Regions from separate parts of the Triticum aestivum genome. Here region 2 is linked to region 1. The links are chromatin contacts, called in public Hi-C maps. All regions are on one chromosome and are shown on one strand. The core of a region is the stretch at or near the end of the contact, and the rest is flanking DNA. Distances in the headings are between cores, read along the strand shown.

Evidence for each region. Hi-C and Micro-C count contacts between places; a contact is called where the count stands out from the background.
Region 2: a Hi-C map of leaf shows a contact between it and region 1, with 2.9 times the contacts expected there. The contact joins the promoter of LOC123158100 here to the enhancer-like site in region 1. A contact is called at or near these places in 3 of 5 Hi-C or Micro-C datasets (leaf and an unstated tissue) and 1 of 1 datasets of contacts at active chromatin or transcription factors (leaf).

What each region holds. Positions count from the first base shown.
Region 1 is chr7B:44,103,517-44,111,420 of IWGSC CS RefSeq v2.1, reverse strand. No RefSeq gene overlaps it. Among protein-coding and RNA genes, the nearest start is that of LOC123157937, 65 kb to the right of the region's middle. Within about 2 kb of position 2,805, at least 8 of the 8 cell types and tissues checked have an H3K27ac peak or open chromatin away from gene starts, as enhancers often do. A contact at or near this core is called in leaf, where this site is marked.
Region 2 is chr7B:44,495,455-44,503,358 of IWGSC CS RefSeq v2.1, reverse strand. It overlaps LOC123158100 (pyrophosphate-energized vacuolar membrane proton pump), which reads right to left and starts at 3,539. Exons shown (of 8, transcript XM_044576225.1): 1 at 3,193-3,539; 2 at 1,091-1,662; 3 at 579-958; 4 at 414-500; 5 at 1-328. The coding sequence starts at 3,433.

The DNA of each region.
Region 1 (7,904 bases), core at 1,556-4,055:
AACGGAAAACTTGTTGTTTCAGCGGATCAATCTCTTTGTTCTACAAATTTTGATATATTATATGTATTTTTCTGAATTAGGATGATTTAGTTATGATTTTTTCAAGTTTGAAAATTGCCCTATTGTTCCGGTTTGTGTCTCCAACCGGGACTATAGGTTAGACCCCTTTAGTGCCGGTTCGTGGCACGAACCGGCACTAAAGGTTGGCCCTTTAGTACCGGTTTGTGCCACAAACCGGGACTAAAGGGGCTCGTGGGCCCCGGCCTGACGCCAGCCTGCCACCACCCCTTTAGTACCGGTTCGTGGCACGAACCGGTATTAAAGGTTCAACACAAACCGGCACTAATGCATAGCCGTTCGAACCGGTACTAATGATACCATTAGTACCGGGCTAAAATCGAATCGGGACTAATGTGTCTCACATAAGGTCCTTTTTCTACTAGTGCCATGGTCCTCGGCTTTTCCTGACCGAGGTGTGCCTAGAAGTACCATTCCAACAACTAGCATGGGTCGGCCTGACGGGAGGAAGAGAGAAAATGAGAAGCTCAAGAGAGCAGGAGAGGTGGAGGCGATGAAAAAAAATATTGATGAGTTGATGAAAGGATGAAATGTGTGCAATGAGAAGAGGAAGCAAGAAAAGCTAGAGATGAAGGAGAAGAAGAACGAAGACAAGAAGGCATTATGGAAGGCTATGCAAGAGAGCAAACTGCATCAGACATTGAGGAGAAGAGGCTTCAACTTAAGACCGAGATGGAGCCACGTAGGCTCCAAATTAAGGTGAATCAGGTGAGAGATAACCGCACGAACACTAAAAATCAGTTCATCATGATGGATCCGAGCACAATGGATCTAGTGGCTCGATAGTTTTGGGCGAAGCCGAGAGATATCATCGTACATTCGAGGAACCTCGAAAAAGAGCCCGGAGCACATGCCGGAGGAGGGAACGTTGCAAATGCTGGCGAAAGGGGACGGTGCACACCATGATGGCATTCCGAGCTTCCACGGGACAGGCCTGATGTGGACGCGCAGCCGTCGGTTCTCCGGCTCCGTAGAAAACTGCAACCGATGGAGTGGAGAGCCACATCCGGGGCCGGGCGGGCGGCGGCACGCTCCCCGCCGTGCCCTGCCCTGCCCCCGACACTTCCAAACGCGGGCATGGGCGCCAGGCCGATCACGGTCGACCGCCGCTGAGGCGAGAGGGTAACGTGGTCACGGCTGGCCCGCCGCAACCGCCAAGCGTACGTCCATCCATGCATCGTCGGGAAGCGCCAACTTGCAAAAGTTGCACGTACGCACCACAGTTCAAAAAAAAAAAGTTGCATGTACAACTCTACCGACGTGCGTGCGTACGTACGTAGGCCGGAGAAGAAATAAAGCAGCGGCGGCAGCGCGCACACGGCAGCGCAATCATTCGGCCGTCCGTGCCGCCATGCGCGCCTCTGATCTCCCACCTGCCGCCGGGAGCTGTCCACGTCCGGCCGGAACGGCCGAATGATGCCAGCACCCTTGTTTCGTACGCTACCCGCGCATCGGAATCGTGCATTCGTTCAAGAAGGAGCAGGAGGTGAAGCTGGTCTGTGCATCCGGATCCGGTCGTCACCAAGATGAGAATATGAGAGAATATGAGACGGATGGATTGGATCTGGGTGTCATCGACGGCGATCGTACGATTGTCATATCATGCGCCCGTAGAATACCGACGGGCATTGCCCGTTCGTCTCTCTCCACCGTTGTTTACCTAACGTAAAACGGTTGGCCTGAAAGCGGCAAGAAACTACTGCGCCTGCCTGCCAACCTGCCTGCGCGCACACGTTCTAGAGACGGAGCCTCAGTTTGTACACTACTACCACTCTAGTAGCGAGTAGTGATGAGTGAGAAGAGAAAGAGAGAGAGATTTCCGAGCAACTCCGAACCACCGTAGACGTCGCGGTCGCATGGATATCCCATCCCATCCCTCCCATCGCTTGTTGTGACCTACCGACTGAGCTGTGATCAGATCAGATCAGTCACCAACACCGCAACAGCAAACCTCGCTTAAAAATAAAACGACCAACTCAACACCACCAACAACTAGAAGCAGGCCTCCTTTCTTTTCTCTTTTCCATTCCAGAAAGACGACCGGACTTTTTAAATCCCGATTCCGGCAGCAGCAGCAGCAGCAGTACCTGCACCAACTTGATCGGGCAGATCAAGCCGGCACGCATTTCCCACGGCGCCACCGCCACGTGACGCCATCGGCATATGCAAAACGTCCCGATCTATGAGCATATTACGATCCCTGCTTGCCGTTCTGGTGGAGGTCTCACCTGCCCTCCCACGAATCGCTCCCCAGATCCCGCTCCTGCACTGCACCTGCACGGCCAGCCAGCCAGGCAGGCAGAGGCAGATCCACGGCGGTATTGCCACGCGCAAGAAAGACCAGCGGAAGGCACAGATCCAGCCATCTCCGGTGGCGCCGCACGTTGGAACTTGCCGCGAGATGCATGGCAGGAGCTTGGCTGGAATGCGAATCTGGATCGGCTCGCGTCCAGCCGGCCGGAGTTGGCATAGAAAAAGGCGGTCGTTTCGGCCAGACACTGATATGGCGGAGCACATGTGCATGCCTGGATCGGGAGTGGGAGTGTCGCCGCTCATACTTTGCTTGCTTCACTTGCCGGAAGTACTAGAAGGAAGGGTTGGGAATTCGCACAGAAAAGAAAAAGGAATGAAGGGAGAAGGGTGGGAATATCTCGGGGCATATGCCACGCCAGCGACGCCAAACGGGGCCGCGGGCATATGCCGTCGCGGCTCGCGCCGTGCCCGCAGGGACCGGGCCGCTCGTTGCGGCAAAGAGTCCGCGTTTCGCACAGGCCCGGCTAACCTGGGCCTGGCCCATTCTAGGAACCCACGACTTCCTACTGATCCGCGCGCTGATTATGGTACACTATTTTTCTTGTTCACACACCGCATCTGTCTTACAGAATGACGGATTTCCAATAGTTGGCGCTGCCGCGAGCCGCTGCGACACACAAACTGCAGTGCTAGATTTGCAGCGTGATGCCTAAAGAAACGAACGACGACGGTAAAACATAAACACCAATTCGCAAAAATCTCTCAAAAACAAAAAGGTCCGTGTGAGGCCTCGAACCGAGGACACCTTGCAGGTGAACAACGCCGCCAACCACTGAAATTGCTCAGATTTGATGTCTACAATGTCAGCCCGGTTTATATGAACTATAAGCCGCAATAGATTTTAAAGTTGTCCAAAATTTCGAACGAGTTTTTTTTTAAACAGTAAATATTTCTTGAAACGTGCAGGTTTTTAAATTTCTGAACAAATATTTTAAAAATTGAACATCTTGTGAATGCGCAAACAATTTTTCAGAAAAAGGGACAAAATTAAAAACAAGACCTTTCTTGAAATTACGAACAATTTTTCATGACGCAAAACACTTTTTGCAAAAATGAACGACAATTGACAACTTGATCATTTTTTAAAATTATATTTTTTTTCAAAATGCGAACATTTTTAGAAATTCCCCAATTTTTTTGAATTTAAGAAAAACTTTAAAAAACTTGAACAGTGTTTTAATTTGTGCAAAAATTTGGAAAGCAGGAATATTTTTTAAATTAACAACAAAAAAACTGAATTTGTGAAAGAAACATAAAAATGTGAATATTTTTCATATTCTCCAAACATTTTATGTATTTGGGAACAAATTTTGAAAATATTTAAATTTTTTGAATTTATAAAAAAATGGAAACTAGGATTACTTTTCGAAATTATCGAATACTTTTTAAATTTGTGAACAATAATAAAAAAGGGAACATTTTTAAAGTTGAATTCTATTTTTTTTATTTTAGAACATTTTCGTAAAAGAAGCGAACACTTTTTGAAATTCTTAAATTTTTTGGAAAATAAAGAACACAAAAAGAAACAAAGAAAGAAATAAAAGGAAAGAAAAGGGAAAAAGGGAAATAAATAAATAAATAATGAGGACAAAAGAAAAATGAAAGAATAGAAAAAAAATTAGTTCAGGAACATTCTAGAAGATTCCCAAACCGGGGTGAACAATAATAAAAAAAGGGAACATTTTTAAAGTTGAAATTCTATTTTTTAAGAACATTTTCGTAAAAGAAGTGAACACTTTTTGAAATTCTTAAGTTTTTTGGAAAATAAAGAACACAAAAGGAAACAAAGAAAAAAATAAAAAGAAAGAAAAGGGAAAAAGGGAAACAAATCAATAAATAATGAGGACAAAAGAAAAAAGAAAGAAAAGAAAGAATAGAAAAAAAAACTAGTTCAGGAACATTCTAGAAGATTCCCAAACCGGGGAAACAGGCTGGGAACCTCCTAGAAGGTCCCAAAACAGGTTTATTTTTTAACACAGTATAGACACGGATGCTCATATACACGCACATACACTCACCCCTATGATCGCGCGCACACACACATTCTACCCCTATGAGCACCTTCGAAAGACTACGCCGGCATATCATCTTAAAATTTACGAAGTCACCATAGGCACCTCGTCATCGACGGGAACGTCTCCTCCCACTGAATGCGCATCGCCGGAAATTCTGAAATAAATCTAGGAATAAATGTGAGTATCCGGACTTGAACCCTGGTGGGCTGGAAATACCACAGTCCCTCTAACCAACCAACCACAGGTTGGTTCGCCCAAAACAGGTTACTGTAGCATGTTCGTTAAGGGTTGGCCCATCTCATTCGCTGGTCGCTCGCCTCTGTGCCACATAATGCGGCAAATAGGATTTTGCGTGCAGTACACACACGCAGATGGAGCTGCAGGATGTTTGGGCTGGGTTGTCGTTTGCGGCCCAAGGACCAGAGCAAAGCACACCTCTGGCAAAAAAGAATTCCTAACGCAGTTACCTGGTTCATCAATCTTAAAGCTCAATGTAAATACTCTATTCATTAAATTAGTGGCAAATATAGACGAACCAATGCACACACCTCACATCACACGCACGCGCTCATGCGGAATTTAATGAATAGTGTATTTACATTGAGCTTTTAAGATTGATGAAGTCACCGCTAACGTCTAGCTATCAACCGAGAACATACCTCACATTGAAACAATAATTCCCATCATTGAGATATACTACCTTTGTTCCTAAATGTAAGACGTTTTGGCAGTTCAAACGTCTTACATTTAGGAACAGAGGGTGTACTACATAGCATCAAACATGGGATTTTATCACGTGTTGATTCTCGTTTGTAAAATATGCAAATAGTTGAGTGTATTAGTTGCTCTACTTTTTTTTGTATTTTGCTAGTTTCACCACTTAAATAAAAATGGCCTATCTACATCGGGGTTTTCTCCTAGAGGTAGCCAAATGTTCGAGAACCGTTGAACCGCAATCCAAAGACGAGACCATTTTACTCCCCAATGTGTTGCATATAATTGTCTCACCTTTAATAAACTTTCAATCTACCACATGTCGAACCATCCCTCTATGTCTAGGGGTCGGACTCAAGTGGCGACTTCCCACTCAAAACAATGTTCCCTAATTACCGAGTTCTGTAACATTTTGGATTCTAGAGGCCGATCTTCAAAAATTACGGGAAGCCCATTACATTGTCTTACTTGTCCAGCATAAAATTATCAAATTTGAAAATATTCATTGAGAGATCATAACCATAAAAGATGTCCAAAATAGTGTATATGCATGTAAAATTTATCTTTCATGTTTAAATGACCAATGTTATGTTTACTAAGCCTCAAGAGGTTTTATTCTTTAAAACCAATATAAAGCTATGACTTCTCACAAGATCAACATATGAGATTGATTCGTAATGCTAGAGTACATAATAACGAAAAAGCAAAAGAAGTCTCATGCCATCTCTTTTATGTAATCTCACACCAAAGGATACATAGATAATTGCTCTGAAGGAGCGATAGAACACATTGCAAACTATGTCGTACTATAATTTCTTCCCTAAACTATGATATAACTAAAGATGGAGATAAAAGATAACAATAATGATAATGATGGTGATAAAGATACCGGGGCACCTCCTCCAAGCTTGGAACAAGCTAATGGGAGTGCCTTATGCTCATACTTGGTCCTTTGGCGACGTTGAAGATATTCTGCGAGCAATGATCCCACGGAGAATACAATTCTCCTCCTCAAGTGAAGCAACCTTCTCCCCCTCACAGGGCTTTGTATTTGGCATAAATCTATTCTGTAGACCTTAGTGCCTTAGTGACAACATAAGGAATGCTAGTGTTCGGTGTCGGCGTCCTAGATATGGGGGTATCCAGCCCTGCCTGCCTGCGGCCCACCACGTGGCTCCATCCATGGCCTCGTACGGCCCAGCTTCGACATCAACAACTCAAGACCCTCGCGAGGGGCCAAGCCTTGTGAGGCGGACGACGCCAAGACCCCCGAGGGGATTGGACTCCTCAGGCTGGCTCCCGAGGGGTGGAGAGTTCTATGCAAGGTTTACCTCACGAGGCTCAGCTGACGTGAGCCATGACGACCAAGGCCAGGCGGGCGCCAAGCGGGTGCCAGGCAGGCGCATAGTGCAGGTTTACTCTTCGGTGCAAAGGAGGCAAGCCACAGGCGCGGAGTCCCGAGGAATCAGCTAAAGGTTTCCATTCCGGTGCAACAAGACCAAGACCGTCAGGACGGCAGGACGGAGGTCATCGACGAGTGAGGGAGTCCTGGATTAAGGTGTCCTCGGACAGCCGGACTATATACATGGGCCGGACTGTTGGGCTGTGAAGAATTGAAGATACAAGATAGAAGACTTCGTCCCGTGTTCGGATGGGACTCTCCTTTGCGTGGAAGGCAAGCTTGGCGATTCGGATATGTAGATTCCTTTCTCTGTAACCGACCTTGTGTAATCCTAGCCCCCTCCGGTGTCTATATAAACCGGAGGGTTTAGTCCGTAGGACAAGAACAATAACAATCATAGGCTAGCTTCTAGGGTTTAGCCATTACGACACTACAAAAAAAAGACACATCCATGACATTTTGGGCCGAACGAAAAAAAAAATTGTCATACATATGACACTTCTATGACGATAATTGTGACAAAACCCGGTATCATCATAGATGTGGTGGGCTCCTACTTCTATGACAAAAAATCATGACAGAAAATGGGCTTTTTGTCCTGGGCGGGCTGGAGACGCAGCTGCATGACATTCTTTGGGCCGTCCATGACAGAAAAAACCATGGTAGAAGCGAGGGCGAGGAAAATTTCGGGGAGTTCCCGGTTACGGTGGGAGGTCGGGGGCCGAGCGATGCACGTTTCTCTCATACACGTACGCGTGTGTGTGCGAGTCGTTGGCTCTAACTGAACCAGAGTGAGGCGTTGGGCTCTAATTGAACACGAGCGATTGCACTGCAGGCTACCCGTTACTGAACCCGAGCGATCGATCGATGGCTGTTAACTGAACCCGATCGAGCGATTCCTTTGCTACTGCTGCTAACTGAAGCCGATCGATTGGATGAACAGTGAGCGTTGCGGGGGGGGGGGTTGGATGAACAGTGAGCGGTGGCGTTGCCTCTGGATGAACATGACCCCGTGGTGTGGAGGGCTGGATGAACAGTAGACGGTGGAGGGGTGCCCGTGGAGGGGTGGATGAACAGGACCCCGTGGTGTGGAGGGCTGGATGAACAGTAGACGGTGGAGGGGTGCCCGTGGAGGGGTGGATGAACAGGACCCCGTGGTGTGGAGGGCTGGATGAACAGTAGACGGTGGAGGGGTGCTTGTGGAGGGGTGGTTGAACAGTAGCCGGTAAAGTAGCGCGCGGTGGAGGCTGGATGAACAGGAGCCCGTGAAGGCTGGAGGAGGTCGACGGTAGCTCGTGGAGGCTGGAGGAGGTCGACGGTGGAGATGAACAATATCCCGTGGAGTCCCGTTTTGCGGTACGCCACACCCCTCCTTATGAACA
Region 2 (7,904 bases), core at 2,290-4,789, 390 kb before region 1:
TCCAATAGCAGCGGTTGTGTTGCCAGCAGCATCAAGAGCATCAGTCCTCTCACGGATTCTGTGGCTCATGCCAGCCATCTCAGCAATTCCACCAGCATTGTCACTAATGGGACCATAAGCATCGATAGCAAGACCAGTTGCCATTGTGCTAAGCATGCCAAGAGCAGCCATTGCAATGCCGTACATTGCAGCAATAGAGAAGCTGACGTAGATGCTGACAGCAATAGCGAAAATTGGGATGATGACTGACTTGTAACCCAGGGCAAGACCGAAGATGACGTTGGTGGCAGCACCAGTTCTGCAGGAATCGGCAACATCTTGCACAGGGCTGCCACAAGGAAATAATTGGGGGATAAGACACCGTAACACAAAATATGAACAATAATATAACTAGAAACTAATGGGTTCCTTACCTGTAGGCATTGCTAGTGTAGTACTCGGTCACAAACCCAATAATCAGACCAGCCCACAGACCAACTGCCACACAGAAGAACAGGCCCCTGTGAAACCAAGAGAGCATATTCAGAAGGGAGTACAGCATTGCAGAATTGAATAACAAATATTGACAAATAAATTACCAGTTGGACACATCCTTCTGAGCACCGAAGTTGAAGATGGTGAACTTGGCTGGGAGAGCCAACCAGCTGATTACCGCAACACCGATAGTCATCAAAGCAGTGGAGATGATGAGCTGCTTCTTCAGAGCAGGTTCAATTTCGCTTGCAGCCTTGATCTCAAAGAAATCAGTTGCAAAGAGTGTGGTGAGCAAGCAAACAATGATGCCGACAGAGCTCACGAGCAGTGGATAGCACATCGCAGTGAAATCATGGTTGATTCCAAAAGATGAGATAGAAGCAACAACAAGAGCAGCGCAGGAAGATTCTGCGTATGAACCAAAGAGATCTGATCCCATTCCAGCAATATCACCAACATTGTCACCAACGTTGTCAGCAATCACCTGCAAACAAGAGTTCCAAGTTCAGCACAGGATATGCCATGAAGCATAACAGTCACAGTACAATTGTAAGGAAAGTCTCCTAATTTGCCTAAAACGATTAGCCAAAAGCTGAGAAGAGAGAAGAGAACTCACAGCTGGGTTCCTTGGGTCATCCTCAGGAATGTTCCTCTCAACTTTGCCAACAAGATCAGCACCCACGTCAGCAGCCTTGGTGTAGATACCTCCACCAACTCTTCCGAACAGAGCCATGGAAGACCCACCAAGACCATAACCAGTGATGGACTCAAAAAGACCTTCCCAGTCATCACCGTAGTACATCTTAAACACGTTGATGGTGATGTAAAGAACCACAAGCCCACTTGATGACAACAAGAAGCCCATGACTGCACCAGAGCGGAAAGCGGTGATGAATGCCTTCCCAACACCCTTCCTTGCTTCCAGGGTCGTCCTGGCATTGGCATATGTGGCGATCTTCATTCCAAGGAAACCAGACACCAAAGATGTGATGGCTCCAAGCAAGAAAGATGCAGTGCTGAAGAGGGCGGTGTAGAGAGCTGGCTTGCAGGTGCCCGTGCTGTAGGTGCAGGGCTGGCCCTTGGTGCTGAATCCCTCAATCGACCCAAGGAAGAGGAAGATTATCGCAGCAAAGACGACCATGAACATACCAACATACTGGTACATGGTGAAAAGAAACGATGTTGCTCCTGTTCACAATAAAAGTTAATTGTTACACATAAATCATATGATCAAACTAAATAGTTACATTAAATAAAGTCAGCTTTTCATTACAGCTAACAGTGCACATATTATTACATTAGATAACCTCAGTTCAATTGTATCTTCCTGAAATTAGTTCAATTGTATCTTCCTGAAATTAGTAAGTAACGAAATAGGATCTACCTAGAGACTGACACATTGACAAACAACTACTCCCTCTGTAAACTAATATAAGAGCATTTAGATCACTAACTTAGTAATCTAAACGCTCTTATATTAGTTTACGGAGGGAGTATCTACCACCCACTGCCGTTTTACATCTAGGGGAGAGCAGCAAGCCACGCACCCAATCCTATCGAGCAGACAATTCCAAGAGTAGATCTTCCACTGTACACGTCCCAATCAAAGAAGAAACAAATTGGTGACACCAATCACCGAACCCCAAGAAACAGGACACGCATCGGATGAGGATGGAGATGGCAATCTCACAAGGCTAGGGACAAACTGACACGTCAGTGACAGATGGCCGGGATCCTTATCCATGAGCCTGACGTTTCAGGTCTGGATCTGCCTACCCAGGGCAGTGGAGTGAGCTAAGTCAAGGCAGCTCACAACGTGTCTAGCTTGCTGCGTTTGGCAGATCCATCACGCACCTTCCACTACCAAGAGTATGATACTCTAATTAAAATAAGACAGCGACGGTAGAGATGTGCAGTTGCCCACTGAAAGCTGCATCTTTTACTACAGCACCGACGCAGGGCACGGGCACCGCTCAAGGCATTAAAAGAACTGTTTATTGAAGCCTTAATCTAGCACCAAACACAAGCATCTGATGTCAATTTTCATTCATTTCATTCAGATTCAAAAAATGGAAAATGGTGATTTGCTAGCCTAGCAAGCCCCACATGGAGCCGCATAAACAAAGATCTAACAAGCAAAGGTGACAAAAGAGCCCACTTTGAAATCCTACAGATTTGGAACTAAGTCAGGAGTGACAAATATCTTAGGGGCGCGGCATGGTTTGGGGGGAAACGACACTGTTCTGCAGCGCCCACGGGCGAATCAAAAGCTCCGGCGCCCGGATTCGGTTTCCTTTTGCATAAAAGGAAGTAAGGAAGAGCTTTTAGCATCGCAACAGTTGAGCTTTCTCATGGTTTTATCCTTCCCTAAAGAGGAAAAAACACTCTAGGAGCACGGCTGAGCTGAAATTCGAAATTTCACCGCGCAGATCAGCGCTAGAATCGACGAAACGAGCCAACGGACGGCCACAATCCGAGCCATTTGGCCCTGAAAAGGGGTGGCAGTCTAGCAAGATTCTACCTTTCTGTAGGCAATATACTACCCGGCAGTTTCAAACATTATCCGCGCTCGAAGCGCGGCCGCTTCCTCCGGAGAAACGGCCGCGAAACGGGCGGATCTGCGCGCGCCGAGCAACGCCCGCCCCAGATCTGGGGAGAGAGTGGGAGGGAGGGGGAGGGGTGGGGGGGGACCACCGTCGGCGGGGGGCCTGAGCTCACCTTCTGAGATGGCGGTCTGGATCTCGGCGCACTTGACGACGACGTTGTGGTCGTTGAGGCCCTCCTCCTCCTCGATGAGGTAGTCGCCGTAGCCGTTCTTGCTACCGGCGGCGGCGGAGGCGGCGCCGGGGGTGACCTTGACCTTGGAGACGATGAACCACTGCGCGACGGCGAAGACGATGCCGACGACCCCGCAGACGGGGATGAGGATCTCGGTCCCGAGCTCCCCGAGGATCGCCATGGCTGACGAAACCCTAACGGACCGAACGGACGGTACGGACGAGGCGGCGGGGGTGAGGGGGGGACGGGTCTCTCGCTCTCTGCGTGCCTCCGAGCTCGGGAGGCCTGCCGCTTTATATAGCGGCCGCGGCCCGTGGCGAGGAGAGGGAAATGGGACCCGTACGTGGTCAGTAAGGAACGGAGGGGGCTGCTCGTAAGAGAGTCCCTCTGTCCCGTTGTAAGTTTTCTGCGGCCATCCTGGACCCAATGGCAGGTGGGCCCCGGGGATAGGGTATCTTTTTATCCGGTGGTATTTGCGAGGGGATTCGATTCTCTTCTCTCTTTTTTTTTCTTTTGCGCCTGCCTCGGTATCGGTAGAATCTGCCATCACAGTGACGGCACGGGGCGAAACCACGGCCAACACGAACGGATTAGCACTTCTAAGTGAACAAATTCGCATGGTTAACCTGGCTTAACAATGCATTTCTGGTAACCACGGATGGCACGCCACGGCTACTCGCGGGCGGCGGCGATGGTTATCCGGTCGACCGGGGGGCATCTATCTACTCCCTCCGTTCGGAATTACTTGTCACAAAAATGGATGTATCTAGACGTATTTTAGTTGTAGATACATCCATTTTTATCCACTTTTGAGACAAGTAATTTGGAACGGAGGGAGTATCTATCTACTCGACTCTATCCAGGTGCTGGTGACGAGCTGGTCGTTCTATCTCAGTTACAGCACGACGCCTTGTCACTGGGTTGATGGTACTGGTAAAAGGTTTTTATTGCCATTGATGAGATGGTTAAGATGCCGATGATGATGGTGCTTTTGGTTAGGCTCGGTAAACTACTTTACCAACTGATCCATTACTTGTTGCTAGCGGAGTAGTGCTTTTGTTGAAATGGAGAGATAAGAAAGTTGAAATGGGCTAGAGGAGTACTTGATCATAGAAATTGTCACCCGGAGGCGTATACTCGTAGCAGAAACAGAGTTGATACAACACGTGGATGTACAACCGTCGTTAAATTGTTTTTTTTTCTCCTTGTAAATTTTCAAATGACCTATTAGGGGAGGAGCGTTGTAGGCCCGGACTTCCAGATTTGGACGGGTAAATTTCGGCAGGGGGGAGGTGCAGGTAAGGCTTCGAGAGATTCCAAAAATGGCTAAAGCCTCCATCTCTCCCTGTATATAGACGTCTCCATAATTGGCTTTTGTGTTAGAGGCCCAGTAGAATTCCATGCCTATTTTTCAATTGAGCTTCAACATGTAAAGTGTGTGAGTTTAAAGGTTTTCCATGCTCATTGTGTGAAATAAGGATGCTTAGCTAGCACCCCTTTTTGGTACGGCCAATTACGGGTTGCTTGTCCTTTTTTTAACCTTTTTATGTTATTATTTTATTTAAGTTTTTTATCTTCTTCTCTACATTTTTTATTTTTGTTTCTTCTTTATGCCTCGTTTGGAGGGGGTTTGGTAATCCCTCCCCTCCACCCAATTTCCTCAACTCCCAACTAATACCCTCCCCCCTCCCCCTTTCTTCCTCATAAATCCATTTGTTTGGTTAAACCACATACGACAGTAGTAGCATCACGAGCCCCCTTGTCTCATCCCGTTCCGCGAGTGGCTTCCAGAGTTTTCTACAACACGTCGGTTGGGTCTTCGTAGGTGTTGGTGGGGAGGGGGAGGGGGAGGGGTTGGCATGGGGCCGGCGGTGATTCCTTGGTATCTGGGCCCTATGGGGATATTCCCATCTAAACCTCTTCCAACGAACAAGGCCTTATGCTTCCATGAAAATTGGTGTCTTTATTTAAATTTTGATATTTAAATTACTTTTACTCTTAGTATTTATTTATAAAAATGGAACAACATTGTGTATGGTTAACATGGCATTAACCTCGAGCAGCCTACAAATTGTGTATGGTTAACTTACTTAACAATGCATTTCTATTTCCCACGGATGGCACGCCCCGACTACTTGCGGGCGGCGTCAATGGTTATCCGGTCGACCGAGGCATCCATCTATCTATCTACTCTATCTAGGTGCTGCTGACGAGCTGGTTCTATCTCAATTACCAGCACTTGACAGCACAACACCTAGTCACTACATTGATTGTACCGGTAAAAGTTTTTATTGGCAATTGGTGAGCCTAGGCTCGTTAAGATGCCTGATGATAATGGTGCTTTTGTTTTTTTTTTTAAAATTGGGAGTGGTCGTGCTTTTGGTTAGGCTCGTTAAACTACTTTGCCAACTGTTATCCATTACTTCCTAGCAGGGTGCTTTTGTTAAAATGAAAACAAAAGGTTGAAATGGGCTAGAGGAGTACTTGATTATAGAAATTGTTACGAGAGACATATACTCGTAGTATAAACAGAGTCAATATAGCAAGGATGTACAATTGTAGTTATATTACATTTTTCTCCTTGTGGTTTTTCAAATAAACCTATTAGAGGAGGAGCGTCGTGAGCCCGAACGTCTAGATTTGGACGGGTGAATTTGGGCACAGGGGAGGGGATGGTAAGGTTTCGGGGAGTTTTGGAAAATGGCTAAAGCCTGCGCCTCTCCCTGAATATAGACGCCTCCATAATTGGTTGTTGGGTTAGAGGCCTCTTGAATTCCATGTCTATTTTGAATCACGCTACAACATGTTAAGCGTGCATCCTTAAATGTTTTCTATGCTCATTGTGTGGAATAAGGATGCTTCGCTAGCACCCCTTTTTGGTACGGCCAATTACGGGTTGCATGGCTATTTATTTGTTATCCCCTTTTCTGATATTATTTTATTTAATTATTCATCTTCTCATCTATATTTTTATTTTCCTTTCTTCTTTAGGCATTGTTTGGTGGCGAGGTTTTGCAGCTCCAAGGGGGTAGGGATTAGAGGGAATTTGGTGATCCCCTCCCCTTCGTCTGTTTCTCCAAATTATGCACTAATCTCCCACCACCTGATAAATTCGTTTGTTTGGTTAAACCTCCTACGACAACAGCAGCACAGTGAGTGCCCTTGTTCATCCCATTCCACAAGCGGCTCCTGGAGTCTTTTGCACCATGTGGTTTTGGACTTGGGAGGGGTTGGTCGGGAGGGGGGCTGGTATGTTCAATCCCTGCCATACCAAATGGGCTGACGGGGACTTTTGGGTATTATGGGCCCTGTGGAGATATTCCCCTCTAAACCTCCCCAAAACTCTTCCAACAAACAAGGCCTTATGCTTCCATGAAAACCGGTATATTTAATTAAATTTTGATTTAAATTAATTTTATCATTTGTGACGGTGTCTCAGACTGGGTGTCTCTAATCACATCTTCTCCCAGCATGGTGGACTGGGCTGGGGACCCCCATGTTGGTTCACCAATGAGCCACATCGAGCGGCCCATGGCATATGAAAGGAAGATTCCTGGAGATTTATTGTACACTCCAAGATACTAAAATCGTCTACAACTCATTCTTCCTGTATGTAACCGACTAGGATGTAACACTAGACACCCCCCGGTATCCATATAAACCAAGGAGTGGGGCTCGTAGGAGACAGCCAACAATCTCAGGGTAGATTGATTGTACTCTGTACTCCATCCAAAGCAATACACAAAAGCAGAACTTAGTGTTTTACTCTATGGAGAGCCCGAACCTGAGTAAAAACTCGTGTCCTCGTTATCACTGTATTTAGGCTCTTAGTTCGGTACCCCCTACCCGAGATTTACTGGATTTGACCACATCACTTTGTATTTATTTATAAAAAACACAACAATAAAAAATTCAATGCATGAATATTTTTTAAAACTCTATGACCATAGATTCTGAATGTATGGATAGTTTTAAAATAAATATCTTTCATTTGAAATCATGAATTCAATAGATATTAACATTTAAAGGGTTTTTATAGCACAAAATAGTTATGTTACTCATGAGTGGTGTGAAACATTTAACTGGTAGTGAAACTATTTTATTTGCCATATAATATTTCTTTTATAGAGAGTGAAACATATCCCGAGAAAATCCCCAGGACCCATTTCACCGCTGATGAAAGATCAATTCTACAGAATACTCGACATTTAGCTACCAATAATAGTCTCGGTCATTTGAAAGACACATTCACCAATGATGAAATCGACAAGGTTATCAATTTATGCATAATGACAAGTCCATAGGACTAGATGGTTTCAATGGTCTTTCCATGAAAAGATGATGGCATGTTATTACAAATCTGTATTACAAGTTATGTTTTAACTTTCAAAATAAAGAGAGAGAAATACAACTTGTTAACACTTTGTATATATCACTCATTTCTAAGATACCTACTTTTGAATCTGTAGCAGACTAGAGACCAATCTCTGTGGTGAGCATGCTTATTGAAGTGTTAACAAGATTAAAGGCCAACATGGTACAAATATTTATCATATTAATACTTAACAATGATTAATGCGAGATTGTTAAAAACATAAATATTCAAGAATGCTTTTATTGGGCTTTTGAACACCTTAAAATCTGCCAAGAAT